Linked DNA regions of Canis lupus: region 2 is linked to region 1. Evidence: chromatin contacts called from public Hi-C data. All regions are on one chromosome and are shown on one strand. The core of a region is the stretch at or near the end of the contact, and the rest is flanking DNA. Distances in the headings are between cores, read along the strand shown.

Region 1 (5,511 bases), core at 1,674-4,173:
TGGTTTCAAGGGGGGTACCTCAGCGGCCACCATATCACTTCATAAATGGCTTTCAGAGGGAGTAGCCTGTGAGTTGTCAAGTTGGAAGTACCTCCCTAAGACCTTGAAACTTAGGTTTCTTGATGTACCCTTGAACAAACACTCCACCCGGGCTCAAACTATTAGTGGTGTAGACTGGCGGTGGGGAATATCTTCAAATAGATCTTCCATATATTTATGGAATCCCATTGAGTTTCTGTAGTCAGATCAATAACAGGCCACGTGTAAGTCAACTCACATTATCAAAGACTTTTGTAAAATTGGTGGATACGTGCACTTCCTCTACATGATGTACCACAAACACCACAGGAAAGTCACTCCCACCTCACCACTACAGCCCAAACACACAGCTGTCTTTCAAGGGTACAACTGACTTTATTGTGCAATCGTTGGTTTGCTAAGATACTGACATGAATTTTGCTACAATAGAAAAGTGTGGGGAGTTCACAAGTGCGGTCTTATTATTCTCATATTTTTTTTCTTCTAGAAAAGAACGATGAACTTGAAATCCTGCTGTATGTCCTTGGCACTCCACATAATAAAGAAAGGTAAATAGAGCTATCTAAGTAGCTTCTTGCACTTCAACTTGAAAATTTCCTCAGGTGCAGGCCCGTGACTACAATTCATGATTCCAGTTCCAGCTTCCTAGTTGGAACAAATTCATATTTTTAACCTAAACTGGCATGGCTACTCCAAGACATAGTACATTCTCTCTTGTGGAGAGACTCAAAAGCATGAGGTGATTGGCTATTTAGAGGGAGTATTGTGAAGGGGATTTAGAAACTGGTCCGGTGGCCAGACTAAATTACCCAATCAAAACCTGACAGGCTATGATTTAGCATGTTCTCTAGTCTGCAAATTTCTATATCCAGAATGCTCTACTCTTTAAACACATCAGACTTTTTTCTTCTCAGGGTCTTTGCCCACACTGTGTGTGTGTGTGTGTGTGTGTGTGTGTGTGTGTGTGTTTTCCTGGAATAGCAGCACATGGCTAGAGTGAGTGTGTGGTACAATTTATTGTTCAGATGTTGATTTAAGTGTTTTCTTCTCAGAAAAGTCATTATTAATCCTTCATCTGTGCAGGCACACCATGTTATTCTCCATCTTTGAGTCCATCTAAATTTTCCCCCAGAACGTACGCAGTTGTGAGTGTACCTAGCATTGTCTGTGGGTTGACTGCTTGGTAGACTCTAAGGAGAAATCCAGGTCTGTTGTATTCATTAACATATACCTGGGCTTAGTGTATAATAGACATTTAAGCAATTGTTACACATTTAAGCAAATGTGTGACTGAATGAATAAATATTAAAAGCAGATTAAAATTATTTCTAGAATCTAAGCCGCAGAATTTTTTGAGCTAGCAGACCTGCTTAGAGACACTCTATCATTTGTCAGTGAGACATAAATACCCTCAGTTTCTTCTTTTCCTTACCCTGTAAGATTGGTTGAGCTATGTAAATTTCTAAGCACTACATAATTGCTATTTTTGATTAGGTTACACACTGGGACTTGTGTACCATACCATCAGAAAGCCCAGCAAAAGAAAAAAAAATAGTGTTGTGTTCTGTTTTGGTTGTTTGTTAAAACAATACCCAGGATGATACTGAGAGCCTGGATGATACTGAGAGCCCACCGGTTCCTGTCCAGTTCACTTGGAACAACCTTATCAGCCTTCAGACTCCACATACCTCCAGCTCGTCTGACCGGAGTGGGTGGATCCTTGAGGGCTTCCTCTGGTCCCGTGGGTGGACAATGTCCCTGCCCATCTGACTCATGGGGGCGGGTCACATTAAATATGATAGGACCAAAGTAGAAGGCACCAGTGACCAGATGCATCAGGAACAAAGAGGGAGGAAAGCAGGGCCCTGAAAATAGAAATCACATCAAAAAATAGATGACGAGTTGATAATGCCTTGAGGCCTTTGTTCAGGAACACTCTGGCACTATAAAGGGAAGAATGACAGCACCATATTCTCCTATGAAGCATGAGATGGTTTTTCTTGAAGAGTTCTTCCCAAAGAAGGCCTTGTGGGTTGTGGCTAGCTCTGTTTTCCATTTTTATCTAGATTTGTTCTTTAACGCAAATGTTATTCTTTTTCCAAGGATTGCTGTATCATCACATTAACAATAAGATAAACAAACTTGACAAAAATTCACTGGAAACAATAAGTGTGGTAATTGCATATTCTTGTCCTAGGTATTCCTTTTTTGTTCTCAATTAAAAGCAGTTCCAAGCAGTCGTGTATGCCGTATCATTTGTTCACCTTAAATAAATACTTTTGAATCTAAAAATATAGCAGAAATAAAACTTTCTGAAAAAAATAAAAAACTGAAACTTAGAATCACATCAAAAATAAGGAATGGATTTTTAGAGGATCTGGATGGTTTGCGAGAGGTGGAGGTTTCCTGACCAGCCAACTCTGTGAGGGCCCTAGATCTAGGGAGCAGAAGGGTTTGTGCAGAACAGCCCCAGAACACTGAGTGGAAGAGACGCCCGTCGGAGATTTTAGATTTGCTCAGACTTAACAAAATCATGAGTTAACTATACTCATTGGCAGATATTTCATGAAAGAACAGGATTTCAAGTCGCACTTGGTCACCTCAAGAGTATTTCATAGGATTATCATTTTTAATCACTCCACTTCCATTAAACAGGACATTCCTGGACCATGAGTGCTGGACCAAGTTGCTGCCCAGGAGTGACCCGGCCACTCTCAGGGGCATGGCCTCCGCCACACGTTTCTGTCTGGAAATGGCCAGGGGGACTTCAGGAAGGAGCAAAATGAGCTGAGCACCGTAACTTCCATAGCCGATCCATGAAGTAGCCCACTTCCACGCCCTTCGGGACATGGTAACCTGCCCCCCCCCCACACCTACAGGCTTACAACAGGATGCCCCAGAGATCTGCCCCAGCTTCCTTTTCTGTGCCCACATTTCCCCCACAACACGCTGCAACCAGCGCATCAGAACAGACACACTCATAATCAGACCAAAGAGCAGTGACAGCGCTGGCAATTTTATACCTGGGCCAAGTGCCAGACCCGGCTGGGGGAAGGAGGTGCGGGCAGGGGAGGGAATGTCCTACCCACAACCCCTTTCAAAAACGAAGGTTGGGGCTGCTATTAACTCAGTCCTGCTAGGAGACTCGAGCTTGAGCTTTTCCCCCACATGCTCTGGAGGCAGGGCCTTCAGATGAGGTCAGTGAGGGGCTTTTAGACTCCGACATGTATACGGAACTATACTCGCAGAAGTGAGGGGGGGCGGGAGCCTCACTGTACCCCCCACTGTAGCCTCTGGAAACCCAATGGTTCTCTGGAATGTTGCTAAATTAGTCACCACTGATACACCTCCTACAGCACCTCTGCCCTTTGCGTAAGCCTAAACAGTCTTGTTTGTTTATCTCACACTGTTTTCCTGAGTCAGGAATTCAGGGATAGCTTGACTGTGTGGTTTTGGTTCAGGGTCTCTCATGTGGCCAAGATGGTAGCCAGAGCTGCAGTCATCTGAAGGCTTGACTGGGGTTCGAGGATCCACTTCATGCAGGATGATGCCCTTCCACGGCTGCCAAGCTGCTGCCGGCTGATGGCAGGAAGCGGGCTCCTTGGTGTGTGGGGCCCCCATAGAGCTGCTTGAGTATTGTCAGCACACAGAGGCCAGCCTTCCCCACAGTGCGTGATACAAGAGAGAGCAAAGTAGAAGTCACAATGTGCTTTCTGTGCTAGCCTTGGAAGTCACACACTGTCATTTTGTAACATTCACTTGGGTTGCACAAGTCAGCCCTGTTTAATATGGGAGGAGATGACACCAGGACATGATAACCAGGAGGCAAGGCTCGGGGGCCATTTTGGAAGCTGGTGCCCACAGCTGCTTATTGGCCCTGCCACTGCCCTAAGGAATCGGTCCACGCATTGCCTGAGCTTCCCCCAGGAGCTCCACGAATCCGACGCTCGTGGGGATGCCCGAGCGTCCTTTCAGAGCAGGGTCAACAGCTCCTGACCTCCTGCCTGCCTTAGGCAGGTGGTGGCTCCGCGCCACACCCTGGCTGCCGCGCTCTGCCTTGGTAGCCGCGCACGTGTGGGCAGTGCTAATGAGTCACCAAGACACCGGTTAGCCAGGCACACACCACGGCCTAGAATGCAACCCTAAAGCAAGACCCTCCTCTAGAGAACCTTCCAGCTGGAGTGTTGCTCCCAAATGGGCGTCTGCTGGCCCCAGAAGGTCACAGGCCTATTTAAGTGTCTGAATGATACCTGTGAGGCTCTGGGGAGGACGCGCCCTCACTGGATTTCTGCTCTTTGTCTGGAGGGGAAACAAGCCTTGCTGACTCAGGTGGGAGTAGAGAAGCTAACTGTTGGCCGTTGCCGGGCTCCTTCGGTGGCTGGCCGTGCAAATTCCAGTGAACCTCCATGATCTTCTGCAGGACGATCTAACCTAGCTTCCAACTGTAAGATGGGAAATTCTGAATTCACTGAAGAGATCAGCCCCGCTAGGCGGTGTGTGCACCTCACCTCCGTCAGTCTTCCCAGGAACCCCGGGAGGTCGCAATCAGACCACCGTTTTAGAGAAGAGCAAACAATCTCAGGGACCCTAAATGACCTGCCCAGTTTCCCAGCTGGCAGGTGAGGGTCCAGGATTCTCACCTGGGTGAGTCCCCCTCCCCAAGCCCAGGGCATGTCCAGGGAGAGGAAGGCCAGGACCCTGGCAAGTGGCCACAGCCCAGCCCGGCCAGGAGGAGGCTGGGGCCGAGGCCCACGGCCACGGCCTTGGGTGGGGGGTGGCTGGAGCTTCCCCCTCTCCTCCAGCCCTTCTCCAGTCGGGGCAGCAGGGATGCGGGTCCCACTCAGGGGTTAGAGTGTGCACCCCCCCTCCAGGGAGGCTCAGGCCGTTCATAGTAATAGTTGCCGAACCGGCCCCCCCAAGCTAAGCACCACTTGTAAACCTCACAGCATTCCTGTGAGGTAAGTATTCCTGCGGCAGGCAGCGGGGCTAGGACAGGAGGGCTGGGGAGCACCGCAGGCCCCGGAGCCCAGGCTCCACGCTCCCGCTCCCGCTCCCAGCCCAGGGCCCAGCGCCTCTGGGGCCATCGTGGCCTCGAGGCCCAGCACCAAACAGGCTCCTCGTGGGAGGGCCTGGGCCACTGGAGCCTCCCGCCCCCAGGCCCCCAGGGTGCTCCCCCAGGCAAAGGCGGCCGCGGGGGGGGGGGGGGGGGCTGCAGGTGGAGGGCTCCAAGGGGGGGGGGCGGTGCTGGGGCTCGGGGGGGGCGGGTGCTGGGGCTCCGAGGGGGTATGGGGGTGCTGGGGCTCCGAGGCCGGGGAGGGGGTGCTGGGGTTCCGAGGGGGGGAGGGGGTGCTGGGACTCCGAGGGGGGAAGGGGTGCTGGAACTCCGAGGAGGGGGTGCCGGGCTCCGAGGCAGGGGGGGTAGGGGATGGGGGGTGCTGGGGCTCCGAGGCCAGAGGTGGGGGGGCGGCTGGG
Region 2 (5,511 bases), core at 974-3,473, 150 kb before region 1:
TCCCCCCCAGCAAAAGCCTCACGGACTCCCAGTCATCTCACTGAGAAACCACAGGCCCGGAGATCACAAGGCAACGGTCTCGTCATTTATATTTACCATCGCTAAGAGTTTACTGAAATAAAACTTTTTAGCTACTGCCCCGGTTACATGTTAAGCAAGTCAGCTTCAAGTTCAATATGTAAAATGCAAATTCCGCTAAATATGCAGCCGTTGGGTGGCTGCAGAAGGGAGGGGCATTCATATTGGGAGACTACATGGGGAGGCGAAAACAAGGCGACAGTGACTCGATTTTTGAAATCCCATTAGTACACAAACACTGGAATCTCACTGACCTGATTTCATTTAATGGCTTTAATATTTCGCTGCCACTACAGACGCCGGGGTCATCGCATGGGAAGGTGGGACACAGATGTCACGCTCTAGACCCCTGGAGCACGTGCAGAGTAAAGGCCTGCGCCTAGACCTGCAGAAAGGCCTGCGCCTGGATCTGCAGAAAGCACGCATTTCCCATCCAAGCCCTTTGTCGAGTGGAGCTCGAGCTGTTCATCCTGCCTCCTTGTTCTATTAGGTTTACTTTCTCGATGCTAAACCCTGTCAACTTTACTGCCCAGAAACCTGACTTCAGAATAGGACTTTCTGCTTTGAAGGCTCCTTTTAAGAACTGTCAAGGGGCAGTAAACATAAAGTGGGATCCGCAGCACCACCAACGACCACAAAACCGGGACCCGAGCTAATCAGCCTCCCCATAAAACACACGCTGGGTCTCGGCCTCCCTCCCACAGGAGCAGGCAACGAGATCCGCTGAGTGGATGGGAGCAAGAGAAGGAAGCAGCTGGAAAGGATTCCCGCTGTGTTCCCCCCTTGTGCCTCCCTCCCAGTCAAAAGGGTTCCAGGAAAGAAGGGTTTATCCCACACCGCTGTTGGCGACGCCAGTGCCAGTGTATCGGGCCCGGGGGCTTGAGGGGGGCGGGTTTGGTCATCCCCATATGTTCTCAAAGTGGAACTCTTCCCTTTCATCCTTCAGGCCTGGTCTGCCTTAAAACAAGCCAGAGACACAGCAAACAGAGGGGGCACGCGGCTAGGGACAAGGAACGAGGGCCTAGAGCCCCAACAGAATGCGAGCGATGGCCCTTTTCTCCTTGCCTCCCAGGCCCCCTGCCTTCCCTGGCGCACCCCGGCCTCACGAGCCTGCACCCGGAGGCCTTGGGGGTCCACGGCCCACGACCTCGGCCTCATAGGCCCAGTCCACCTCAGGGACATCAGCAGATGAAGCTTCAGACGAGGTGGTCACCAAAGTACCCACCAGGCTTTCCCCAGAACACAATGAACCCACTTAGGGAATCTCTCTCTCTCTCTTTTTTTTTTTTTTTTTTTTTTTAAAGAAGCAGAGGGGTGGGCACCTGGCTGGCTCAGTCGGTAGAAGTGTGTGACTCTTGATCTTGGGGGTTGTGAGTTCAAGCCCCATGTTGGGTGTAGAGAGGCCTTAAAAAAAATAAAATCTTAAAGAAAATAAAAAGAAACCAAGCTTGCATCTTGTGAAAACTGTTACAAGTGCACCCTGAGGCTGGAGACCAGACTAAGACTCCTGGGCCTCAAGGGGGCTCGCCTCCTACAGACAGTGGGGCGGGCGGGGGGCAGTTTTGTTTATGAGTCATACTCCTGAGGCTCTGTCTAGCAGGTAGTCCCCGAAAAGGGGAGGCGAGCCAACAACACTAGTAACACAGGGCATGTGACTATCCTGTTTCTAATCACAGTCATCTTACAGGTGTAGAGTGGGCTTACCATGCGCTCTATGAACAATATTTTCATCTTGTATTCACTACAAATCTAGGAGGGAGAAGGGCAGAAATGGCTATCCCTATCTTATGGAAGAAACCAAAGCTCAGGATTGTTAAGTGATTTTCCAAAACAACCTATCTAGAAAACTGAAAATAAAAAACTCAGGTCTTCTCTCTTTCTGCTACATCCCAGCCGACCTTCAGAAAGAAGTCTTAGCTTTTCATAAGCAGGTAAAGCATTTCTGTTTTTCCCCCCAATTGCCCGTTCTTCTCAAGTATGGGAAGAAAATACCCTCTACTACTTTCATCCCTATAACTAAGGCTCAGGAAGCCACGTGGAAATCCATGAGCGCTCGCACTGCATGCTGTTTCAACATACCTTTATCCTTCCTGCTCTGGGCCAGATTTAGGGGGTGACGTGTGTCTAATACAGAATCTTCAGTAGTCACGAGAACAGGAAGGAAGACAGATGAATATGCCCCTTGTTTGCATCAATGTCATTTGGACTTCTCGGACCTGACACTTGACACTTCCCTGAACCGTTTGCTTTGTGGAATAAGTACGTCTGTCTGCAAAAGTTATGCCACCAGGCTGCCATCCACCTCTCTAGAAACTCCAGGTATTCTTTAGTTTTACAGCATTCCGTTTTACCAGAAGGTTCCCCAAAGTTTTCCTTGTTTTAACATAGCCAAACGATGTTTTGTCAGTGCACGGGTTGGGGGTTTCTGTTTTGTTTTCAAATCAACTTGCCATCCCCCACCTCTCCCAGGCTGTTAGTAGGCATTTGGCCCACCCCACTCCTCCACCAGGCCTGAGTTCTCTCCCACACGCTGGCTCCTGCGGGCTTCAAAGCAGCCCAGTGGCAAAAGAAACACCCTATACTTAAAAATAAAAAACAACCTGCTGATAGTGAACTCAGTGCTAGGAGTACCAGGTGCAACTCACTGTTAACCTTCCTGCCGGCAGAGAATGTCCAAACCCATCTCCCTGATTCTGGTCATTTCTAGAAGTTTTAAAATCTATGATATGTCAACATCATTCAGCACTTCATCAATCAATCAATCAATCATGAATGAATGAAAGAATGACTCTGATCCTATAATATGCACTTAAGACAAACTTTACCAAACTCTTACTGAAAAATATAAATTACTAGGCAAGCAAAGGTCAATGACGACTCAGATGTTTACCCTTCAGCAGCATATGCAACGTTAAAGCCACGTCCATATGTCTTGTTAATAATAATTTAAATGTCTTACTGATTTACAAAATTTTTCTCAACTATTGTGCATGATTTGCCACCCCGTGAGCACCGTGAGCACACGTAAACACGGGTAATGAACGCTGCGTGGTGCTGGCACTCTCCATTTCCAAAGATCAGACTCCTCAAAGGCCATTACGATGTGGTTTCTTTCAGTTTACATTTTTACTAACAGATCAACCATGTTAAAGTTTATTCCTTCCTAAATTCTACACCTTCCCGTACCTGAACATGTCTCAGATTTCCCCGTCAACACTTCATTCCTAGTATTTCAGTTTTCACAAGTTACCATGAAGCATGACCTTTAGCCAGTATTTATTTCCTGACCTCCAAAATGAAAAAGATTCATAAACAAAGAGAGAGAGAGAGAGAGAGAGAGAGAGAGAGAGGAAGTTTTAGCAACTATTTTTGGACCCCATAAACAAAGCTGAGTTTTCCAGAGAAAGAGAACCCTTTAACCTACTTTGAGGACTAAACCGTGGCCTAAACACATTTGTGCTCAACGTTTTAGCATTCGATGGGAAAAGTACAAAGGTGTAATACTTAAAATGCTACAGGTTTTTTTTTTCTTACAACCAGCATCCATCTAGTCCAAGAGGAACTTTAGAAAATACTTTTTTTTAAAAAAAAACCTAGTTCACACAGTTTAGGGTCGGGTGACTGTCCTTGCTGCTGCGGCTCAGTAGCTGGGTGATCATTTGCAAATGCTCCTCGTGAAGTGCTCTCGAAGGCTTTCTGCATCTTGGTTTCTGCTCCCAGGACCATAACGAAGCTGCTGGCAGGCGGTGAACAAGTTCACAAAATCAAGGATTTGCTGACACGCCAGCCACAGCATGGAGAAGCCAAAAGGTCTAACCCGCTGTTGTCTCACGTGTTTTTGTGTTTTCTTTGCTTATTCCTTCCCAGGCCCTTACCAAACAGGTAATGGGTAGTTAAATATGGGAGACCAGTCACTCATCTTGCTTTGCAGCCCCGGGGCGAGTCCAAGTGGAGCAGCTGGTGACTTCGAAGGACACCCCTAGTTTGGATCAGTTTCCCAGGGGACAGAGCCCAGGCCCGAGGCCACCCTTCTGAAACTCAGGAGGCCGCGGCTTGGTTCGATCCCTGCCCGGGTCACCTGAGCCACACTGTGCACACACAACAGCGACCAGACCTCAATCACTAAGCAAAAGGGTTCTCCACTTTGCCCCTGACTCTCTCAGAAAAAACGAAAACCAGACAGGTCCCTGCACTGGTTCCTTCCACTTCTTCCTGACTCCTGTTCTCGGTGCCTGTACGCAAGCCACTTAGAAAAGTCGTGCTTTTGGAGCTGCTTGGCCAAGGCAGGCGACACACTGTACGAAACTGCGAATTCTGAAAATACTTCTGATTTCCTTTCTTGTCCCTCACACAAGTGCATGCTGAACCCACGTGGACCTTGCCATTTTCATTTATGACACAGATTCAAAATAAAGACTGAGGTACCGCATGCTGTTCAGAGATACCCGAAGTCCTACCTGTTGGGTAAAGCTGATGCCTTCCTTCGTTTAGGGTCACAGGTTCCCCGAGACTCCTACCTCCAGAGGAACTGAAAACCACCCTTTGTACTGGCTTGTATCTGTGGCCACCTGTCCCACAGATTGCTTCTTTGGTCTCTAACATTTTCGCCCATCCAGACTTAGGCTTTCTCCTTTAACTACTACTGGCCACAGTTTACTAAAGGGAATTCTGGCTCTAACGAGATTCGTGTAAACTTTCTATTTCACCAGAATGCCTTCTTTTCTTGGCTGTAGCACAAATCTTTTCTGAATCTAAGTAGCGGCCCTTAAAGGCCCTCCATGTGTGTTTGTTTTCCAATTTGAGAGCATCTCTGCGTATATGCATAACACATTAGGAGCTTTGGTCATGTGTCCAAAGGTCCCCTAAGCTTGGAGTAGCTGGTCTGCATGGGGCCTCTGCCATCCGCCCCACAGGCTCTGCCTCACAAGCGTGGCTGGAAGACCCTGTCCCCTGGGTGTCCAAGTCTGGCTAGAAGACCCCTTGGTGTCCAAGTGTGGCTAGAAGACTCTGTCCCCTGGGTGTCCAAGTCTGGCTAGAAGACCATTTCCCCTTGGTGTCCAAGTATGTCTAGAAGACCCTGTCCCCTGGGTGTGCAAGTGTGGCTAGAAGACCCTGTCCCCTGGGTGTGCAAGTGTGGCTAGAAGACCCTGTCCCCTGGGTGTGCAAGTGTGGCTAGAAGACCCTTTCCCCTTGGTGTCCAAGTGTGGCTAGAAGACCCTGTCCCTTGGGTGTGCAAGTGTGGCTAGAAGACCCTGTCCCCTGGGTGTGCAAGTGTGGCTAGAAGACCCTGTCCCTGGGTGTGCAAGTGTGGCTAGAAGACCCTTTCCCCTTGGTGTCCAAGTGTGGCTAGAAGACCCTGTCCCCTGGATGTCCAAGTGTGGCTAGAAGACCCTCTCCCTTTGGTGTTCACTGCAACTTTACTTTCTCTAATTC

Evidence for each region. Hi-C and Micro-C count contacts between places; a contact is called where the count stands out from the background.
Region 2: a contact with region 1 is called in a Hi-C map of blood, with 4 times the contacts expected there. The contact joins two enhancer-like sites. A contact is called at or near these places in 2 of 9 Hi-C or Micro-C datasets (both in blood).

Annotation. Positions count from the first base shown.
Region 1 is chr19:3,289,368-3,294,878 of UU_Cfam_GSD_1.0, reverse strand. It overlaps MAML3. Among named protein-coding and RNA genes, the nearest start is that of SCOC, 79 kb to the right of the region's middle. Within about 2 kb of position 2,923, at least 7 of the 20 cell types and tissues checked have an H3K27ac peak or open chromatin away from gene starts, as enhancers often do. A contact at or near this core is called in blood, where this site is marked.
Region 2 is chr19:3,439,228-3,444,738 of UU_Cfam_GSD_1.0, reverse strand. All of the region lies in intron 1 of LOC119863905 (mastermind-like protein 3), which reads right to left. Among named protein-coding and RNA genes, the nearest start is that of SCOC, 230 kb to the right of the region's middle. Within about 2 kb of position 2,223, at least 3 of the 20 cell types and tissues checked have an H3K27ac peak or open chromatin away from gene starts, as enhancers often do. A contact at or near this core is called in blood, where this site is marked.